Regions from separate parts of the Mus musculus genome. Here all the other regions are linked to region 2. Evidence: chromatin contacts called from public promoter capture Hi-C data. All regions are on one chromosome and are shown on one strand. Each heading gives the region's core, a stretch centred on a gene start, on an enhancer-like site or on the middle of the called end of the contact. The rest is flanking DNA. Distances are from core to core; before and after follow the strand shown.

The links. Promoter capture Hi-C pulls out the DNA fragments that hold promoters and counts their contacts. Capture Hi-C pulls out chosen DNA fragments and counts their contacts.
Region 1: a promoter capture Hi-C map of liver shows a contact between it and region 2, with 4 times the contacts expected there. The contact joins the promoter of Ilkap here to the promoter of Thap4 in region 2. A contact is called at or near these places in 2 of 39 promoter capture datasets (liver and pre-B cells) and 1 of 9 other capture datasets (liver).
Region 3: a contact with region 2 is called in a promoter capture Hi-C map of pre-B cells, with 4 times the contacts expected there. The contact joins the promoter of Per2 here to the promoter of Thap4 in region 2. A contact is called at or near these places in 2 of 39 promoter capture datasets (liver and pre-B cells).

The regions. Positions count from the first base shown.
Region 1 is chr1:91,397,559-91,400,258 of GRCm38.p6, reverse strand. It overlaps Ilkap (integrin-linked kinase-associated serine/threonine phosphatase 2C), which reads left to right and starts at 1,436. Exons shown (of 12, transcript NM_023343.3): 1 at 1,436-1,608. The coding sequence starts at 1,554.
Region 2 is chr1:93,753,503-93,756,202 of GRCm38.p6, reverse strand. Thap4 (THAP domain containing 4) reads left to right here and starts at 1,365. Exons shown (of 6, transcript NM_025920.3): 1 at 1,365-1,746. The coding sequence starts at 1,670. It overlaps Atg4b (autophagy related 4B, cysteine peptidase), which reads right to left and starts at 1,298. Exons shown (of 13, transcript NM_174874.4): 1 at 1,149-1,298. The coding sequence starts at 1,158.
Region 3 is chr1:91,458,064-91,460,763 of GRCm38.p6, reverse strand. It overlaps Per2 (period circadian clock 2), which reads left to right and starts at 1,436. Exons shown (of 23, transcript NM_011066.3): 1 at 1,436-1,591.

The DNA of each region.
Region 1 (2,700 bases), core at 187-2,686, 2.4 Mb after region 2:
GATTTATATATAGTCCTAGCACTGGGGAGGTAGAGGCATTGTGAGTTCAAGTCCAGCCTGGCCTACTGAGCAAGTTCTTGTCTCCACAAAAGATTTTATTTAGCAGCCAGAAGTTGAGCTGTAAACCAGGTAGAGATGGAGTAATGATTAGAGATGTCCATACATATGAGGGAAAGACAGGCCACATGGCAAACACTGCCAGAATTCATGTGGAATGGTGGCCGACGAGTCTATTTGCAGGAGTGGGAAATCAAGTTTAGTGTGGTGATTTGAATATGCTTGGCCCTCAGAGTGGCACTATTAGGAGGTGTGGCCTTGTTGGAAGAGGTGTGATCTAATTGGTGGAAGTGTGTCACTTTAGGGGTGGGCTTCAAGACCCTCCTCCTACCTGCCTGAGGAAAGTCTGCTCCTGGCTTCCTTTGGATGAAAATGTAGAACTCTCAGGTCCTCCAACGCCGTGCCTACTTGAATGCTGCCATGCTTCCTGCCATGATGATAAAGGACTGTATCTCTAAACCTGTAAGCTAGCCCCAATTGTTGTCTTTTATAAGAGTTTCCTAGGTCATGGAGTCTGTTCACAGCAATGGAAACCCTAAGACACTTAGCAAGAGCTGCTTTAAAAACATAGTGATATCAAGTTGGGATGGGCTGAGAAGTGTATGAGATATATGGACAAAAGACAAAGTGCTGTTATTTCAAAATCCTACATCTGTCAAGGAAGAGACAGTTCTGTCTGAGTGCAGTAAAAACTTCAAACAGTGGCTTGGAGGTCAGCTGGGTGGATCCACCTATTGCAGCTAGAGAATATCTGGTCTACATTTGCAAGGAAGCAATGACTTGTTACCTACTGCACCAAGAAGTCCACACAACACTGGCAAAAAAACCAAAAACAACAACAAACAAAAAAAACAGGTAAGGTGGTGTTGGAAAGGGCTGGTAGGATTGGGGTGTGTAGTCAATAAATTTGGGTACCTTTAAGGAAGTGAAGTCTTTGTGGATTGTATGGTAGGAAGAGGAATTAATTCCATGAGTGGCTCTTTTCTGAGACCAGGGAAAATACACAACACAACTTTGTAATTGGTAAAGCGTCATAAATTTGGTGGCTGAGATGAGGGATGTTTGTCACTTTTGTGGCTTGGCCAGTGATGGTGTTTTTTTCTGGTCTCTATCCCAGTGGGACAGCTGAGACCCCGCTGGGCGCCATCCTGCTCCCGGGCGGTCAGAAGGTGCTTTGCCTGCTCGGTCACACAGGGAACAGTGGACAGGTGCAGACCCGCCTCTCCGGCCAAAAGCCTGTCTGGATGTCAGGCTCGGCGCCACTCCTCCCTTCTTTCCGGGGAAACGCCATAACAATTTATCACGGGACCTAATGCCCAGGCCAAGAGCGCCCGTGCGCTTGCGCAGCCCACCCCCGCCCCGCCCCCGCGCGTAGCACTCTGGGGCGGCGGCTGGGCGGCGCGCGATTGGCAGGGTCTCCCGCGGTGAGTGACGGCGCCGCCGCCGCCGCCGCCGCCCAGGGTAGCGCGGAGCCTCCGCTCCACTGCCCCGCCGCCATGGACCTCTTCGGGGACCTGCCGGAGCCCGAGCGCGCGCCGCGGCCATCTGCCGGTAAGCGGCGCGGGGGAAAAGGGCGGCGCCGGGATGCGCTGCCTCCGCCATCTTCGCGCCACCGCCGCCTCAGTCTCGGCCTGTGGCTCCCGAGGCCGCAGCGACCGCGCGGTCCCTGTCCAGGCCTCGCGTGGCACACGCACGAAGTCCCGCGCCGAAGGGTCGGGGCACTCTGGCTTTAATTTGGCTACAGCAAGACTCCCAGCGGAATGTCCTGGTCCCGGGCCTGTTTGCGTCCTGGAAACCCCGAGAACTTAACAAGTTTCCGACTTCCAGCCCCTTGGTGCGGGGCGCCTGCACAGCCAATGCAGGGCGCTACGGCTAGATAACCGAGGCCGGGGATGGGGGGTGGCGTCTGCAGCCCACGTTTTGGGAAGGTCTTTGGCACGGAATAGGAAGGTGAAGAGGACCCAGCCTTTGCCTTCAGAGAGTTCAGTTCTGATCGCAGAGGCATAGGTTAAAAACCGTGGGAAACGCCAAGCGTCCGGAGTAACGGTACCCGAAGACTAGTGAGAAAGACCTGGGAAGGAGGCGGCCTTTAGCGAGGGCTTCGGCTGATGGTTTCCAGAGATTCTAGGCAAGGAAACAATGTTCAAAAGTGGGAGGGCTCAGATCTCCAGCTTGGCAGAGCGGGACGGGCTAGCATGGAAGAATGCTGGAGCTTGGGGTTATGAGAAGGTATTGACCTGTCCTCTTCACACCTGTGCTTTGGTTTTTAACCTGCGCACCTCCAGACTCCTGAGATGCTTTGTAGTGTCCTCTTTTTGCAGTTGTTCCTGGTAGTGGCACCGTTACGTACCCCCACCAACCACTCTGATGGTACAGAAGCTTCTAAGTAACTAGGCCTTGAGACTGAGTTTGATTCAGCCATGCTTTTTGAAGATAACCACCGTTACAGTTGTGAGTAAAGCTGGCCTCATACAGGCAGCCTTGCATCTGTCACTGGAGTATAACCTGTGTCTGAATGTGCTCGGACCAGAGTTTGGATTGCCAGATGTGCCTAGAAATCTGTCATCATTAGTAGTCCCTATTGCTTTTTATCCAAAGTTATTTTGGGTCTTCTCCGTGGTCAAGGCTCTCTTGACATGACCT
Region 2 (2,700 bases), core at 116-2,615:
ACAGTGAGGCCTTGTCTTTAAAAAAAAAAGTGGGGGAGAGGATAATTAAGTAATTCAATGTATTATCCCATTCCACACCTCCAAGAGGCACTGTGGTGTGACAGCTTCAGTTATTCATTCTAAAAAAAAAAAAAAAATGAATTATCTTAAAAAAATATACACCTGGCTCATGCATCTTGGGGAGTCAACGTTCCTGCTTCCTCCAGCTACGGATGCCATAAACTGCTGAAATGTGTATTAACTGTAGGCATTACTCCCAAGTAAGAGCCGACTACTTCTCTAACACAGCTGTCAGAAGAAAACCATCAAAAGCAACGCCATTCAAGAAAAGTACAATGAAATCAGGTAGCAGGACTCCTTCACAAAGGAGTGGATTCTTGAAGGCAGGTCGCTCTTAAATTAAAAAAAGGAAAAAAGAAAAAGAAAACCAAAAAAAAAAAAAAAAACCCGCTAACGCTGCTGAGGGAATGAGAGAACCTCTGTTGGGGGTGGGGTGGGGTGGAATGGGGTGGGGTGGGTATTTTTAGGGCTATTAGCAAACAACTTATTTGATAGATTTGCATCTCCAAGACTTCTGGCCAACATAAACAAAGAACCGCACTCTCCAGCTTCAGAAGCAAGAGTCAGTTAAAAACAAACAAACAAACAAACAAACAAAACCCACCCACACTTAACCCAGTATTAGGACCTCAAGAAGTCAAAGTAGCATGTGACTGATCCGCTGTCAGAACAGGAGCGGGGCTCACCTACACAGGTTATTGAACTTCAAAGACAAAAGATGTGCATGTTGTGGTAGCTGGACCAGCGGCCAACAACTTGACAGAAGTTAAAGAGGTCGGCTCTTCAATGGACACCGCAAGGCCCACCCTCGCGGCGCACCGGTCCTCTCCGGGCACCAGGGTGCCCGCGTCCTGATGCGTCCCTCAGACTCCCTGCCCTCACGCCCGCAGCCGCGAGCCCACAGGCTGGGACGCTCCCCGAGGGCCGCGGCCGAGCGCCGGAGGCCGAGGCGCTGACGAGTGGCCCCGCGAACCCGGTACTGAGCGCTGCGGGGAGGCGCGGCCCGCCCAGCCCAACACACCGGCCTCCGCCCCAGCGGGCGGCCACGGGAGCCCGCCCGCGACAGGGCAGGCGTCCGCCCTCCTTACCTGCGTCCATCTTCCCTGTCCGGCTGCCGACTGACCGTGCCGTCGCTCCGACGGACTACTGCGCGACACGGCGACGGGAAGCCGCGGCAGCCAAGCGCGGCGCAGCGGAAGCGCGGGCGTCGCCATCTCGCCGTACGGCGGTGGGCACGCGGGGGGTGGGGCCTCGGCGCGTGTGGTTCCTAACCGGACGCGGCCGCCCCGCCCCCGGCCCGCGCCGCCGCTTCGGAACACCCGGGAGCCGGCCCGAGCTGCGCTCCTCCGGCGCCGCCATCTTTCCGTACAGACAGCCACCCGCGCATGTCTCGGTACGGACTCACCGCCCGCTGCGGCCGCGACGCCGGCGCCGTGGCCGGGCAGTCCGAGCGCAGCGTGGTGCGGGCGGCAGCGCGCAGCCATCTTGCCGTACGGCTCGGCCGCGGCCCACGTCCCGAGCTGTGTCGCCGCGCTCCCTCGGGGCGGGTCGGGCCAGCGGGCGGGCGGCAAGGATCGGAGCCTGGCGGCGCTCACGACCGAGGCCCGCAATGGTGATCTGCTGCGCGGCCGTGAACTGTTCCAACAGGCAGGGCAAGGGCGAGAAACGCGCTGTCTCCTTCCACAGGTACGCGGCCCGCCTCCGGGTCCGCCACGCCCCCGCCCTGGCCGGGGCCCGCGGGGAAACTGAGGCCGCGCGGCGGGCCGAGCTCCGGGGACCGGGAGTGGGGGGCCGGCTAACCGAGGGTAACTGTGGGAGGTGGACGGGTCGTGGAGCTTTATGACCTTGGCTTGGACCGCCGGCTTTGGGGACCAGCACGGCCATGCCTCGGGCAGAGCGGCCGGAGGCCCCCTCCGCCACCTCCACCAACGGGCGTCGCACTGATTTGGGCTGGCCCTGCCAATTTCAGGAGTATTCTGCAAGGGCGCCTTCTCAGGTTAATCCTGATCTTTGCTTTCGGGCAGTTCTCCACTCTTGCCTCGGCGGGGCAAGCCCGCCCGGAGGTGTGTGGCAGGAGTGCGGCCCGGCGCACGCAGCTCTACTTCCTGCATCCATAGCCCTCATCGCCTTCCTATGGGGTCCTGCGGCCCAGGCACTGGCACCGATCACCTCCCGCATCCTGCACTCTGGCAGAGGCCCGGGGGATGACCGTGGAAAGGGCTTTCCAGGGGGTTCTCGGTGGCCCTTGTGCGGGCCGCGCCTTCCAAAGGCTTTCGAGACTCCCTCAGTTGGTCCTCTCCTGTGATTTCCAACAGGAGTGAACAGCGAGCGAAGGGACTCTGCCTTGGAAGTCACTTCGCACATCCTGCCACCTCTTAGTACTTGGTGTTAAAATTTAAAGATGGGAATGGCACGTATCTGTTGAAAGTTCACAGGGTTACATTAAGTCTCCAGTCCTTAAGACCTGGTTCAAAACAAAACCTAGTAACGTTAAACAATCTTACAAGTCAACCAGAATGTTTCCGTAACAATTTCACATAGAACATGCCCCAGAAGTTTTGTTAACAGTTGAAAATGAGGCAGTGTTGCAAGGACTGATGTTGGCTTCCCCATGTTCTAACATGGTATATGGGTAGACAG
Region 3 (2,700 bases), core at 187-2,686, 2.3 Mb after region 2:
CTGCAGTGTGAGTCAACATCTGGCTTCCCAGGGCTTCTTTGGAAAGGGCTGCTGAAATGAACTTAGTCTCTGCCCCCATCTGCATCTGAGGAATTGCATGCCTGTCCTGCCAGGCAGACAGAAAGAAGTAGCTCCCACACGGAATTCTTGAATGTGGGTTAGCCGGCTGTGTACACCAGCAGCTCAGTTTGTTAGCAGACTTCTGTTGCTAATGTTTGCCTCCTTTCCATTCCTGGTTCCTAGGACACCCCAGGGGAAGATTCAGAGTAGTGGATGCTACTAGGCTTCAAGTTCCCTGGCAATGACAAATGACCTTTTTACCCTTGGAAGACGTGACAAGCTTGCCTTCTCCATCACACCTTGCATGAGTCTTTAGGTTGTTCTCTGTCAGCCTCAAACCCGCTCCGAGGAAACTTCTACTCCCTCCTTTGACCCTTTGGACAGGAGCCTGAACGCTTTAGTAGGCTTCCAGACAGTGCTCTTGAAAGAACCAAATAGCTTCAACCAAGGTTCCACAGGGGCAGGGCTGTCCTATCACTGGAGGAGTACCCTCCCCTGACTAGCTAGTGTCTGTAGCTTCCACTTCAGAAAAGCCCTGCTGTTCCAGATGCACACCCCGCTTCCATAGTTCCTGTAAGGTTAATAAACTACACCACCGCATTTGGTTAAGCTTCCCTGTAGAACGTCAGTCTTCTCTCCCTATGTGATTGAGGGCAGGAAGAAATCACTTCTTTCCTTTGTATCTCTGCACGGCAATTATGACCTTATTTCCTGAATCAACACTAACTAGCAACACGCAGTTTCAGAAACAAGAAAGGCTAAGTGGGAGTTTTGTGCTTTGGCCCATCTGGAATGACGGTCAGCCTGGGGGGCCTGTCCTAGGGTCACCCAGCCTGTCCTGGGAAGGTGCTCAGCAGCAGATCCAGAGGGGCCGTCCTATTTGCCCTCAAGCGTCTCGCCATGAATGAATGAGAGGGGAAATGAATGAACTGGGCTGGATGAGCGAAAGGTGTCAGCAGAGAGCATTCTCGGTCCTTCGGATTACCGAGGCTGGTCACGTCGTCGCAGGTGATAGGCCGGTGGCCCTGGTCTCTGCCGGCTGTGAGTTGCGCAGCGGCCAAGCACCATTCCCCCGCGCCGCAGTGGTACGCGCCACTCCGGGGCTGCACGAGCGGGCCACCGCCGTGCCAGGTGAATGGAAGTCCCGCAGGCCGGAAGTGGACGAGCCTACTCGCCCGGGCGCGGGGGGGCGCAAGAGCGCGCAGCATCTTCATTGAGGAACCCGGGCGGCGAACATGGAGTTCCATGTGCGTCTTATGTAAAGAGAGCGACGGGCGTCTCCACCAATTGATGAGCGTAGCTCTCAGGTTCCGCCCCGCCAGTATGCAAATGAGGTGGCACTCCGACCAATGGCGCGCGCAGGGGCGGGCTCAGCGCGCGCGGTCACGTTTTCCACTATGTGACAGCGGAGGGCGACGCGGCGGCAGCGGCGCTACTGGGACTAGCGGCTCCGGGCGGCTGCGGCGCAGGCCGAGCGCACCAAGTGACGGGCCGAGCAAGGGACAGACGCGCGGGTTGACGCGGCGAAGCGGTGAGTGGCGCGGCGCTGGGCGGTGGCGCGGTGCTGGGCGGTGGCGCGGACCTGGACGGCCGTGGTCGTCTTACGTAACCGGCGGCTCGGACAGCTGGAGCTGGGGTCCTGAGCCAGGAGTTGCCGACTGTGCAAACGGCTGCAACTCGGCAGAATGTAGATGGAACTGCGCGGTGACCCTTTTCCAGGTTCACACTGCTGTCCCCATTTCTCAGGTTAGGCACTGAGGTCGGAGAGATTAGTTAGGCATCTTGTCCGAGGACACAGAGACATTGAGTGATCACGACACCAGACTGAGCACGCCGACTCCCATGGTGCTGTCCAAGGAAGCCAGGGTCAGTGCAAACTGTTCCTAGGATGGGTCCAGAGGGTCCCCTAAGGAGCTGGCTTCCTGCTATGAGTTCAGAGAGTCAAGTCTGGCCCTGGGGGAAGGACCACTGGTAGGCACTGACTCCCAGCGGTGGGAAAGGGGTTAAACAGAGAAATACCCAGTGCCAAGCCACACCTGCCCCTCCCCGCCCCTATGTCAGGGAGACCACTTTGTCCACCCACTTTGATTTCCGTGGCATCCTCCACGCCAGTATTTCCTGTCTCCAGATGGACTGGGAGTATGTCAGGAGAGGGGGGAGAGGTCCACTCTTAAGCTGGAGCAGTCACATCGTCATCCTTTGAGACATACCTTGGCTGCCAAGCACAGACATGGACCAAGAGGTGGGCGGTGGCCTGCTTCTTCTGCAAGAACCCTGGTTGCCAGGGTTTCTGTAACGTATACACAAGGAACCAGTTTGGAAAGCTGATTCATACGGAACAAGGGAGCCAGAAGGCTCCCTGGAAATCATCCAGGGTAACCCCTAGCTTGAAGAGGCACAGCCACAGGCTGGCAAGCTGTACCACTGTAAAAACCAGGCCTGGCAGTCTCAGGATCTGTTTCTCCTCCTTGGTCCACATGCTTACCAGAGGTGCAAACCTGAAGGGAAGCATGTCCACTCTGTCTTAGTCTCTGGAGTCTAGGTCGGATTCGTCTGATAACCAGAGTCTGTCTGCCTCAAGGCTTTAATTTAAAAAAGTCGGTTTTGTGTGTGTGTGTGTGTGTGTTTTAAGATATGGAA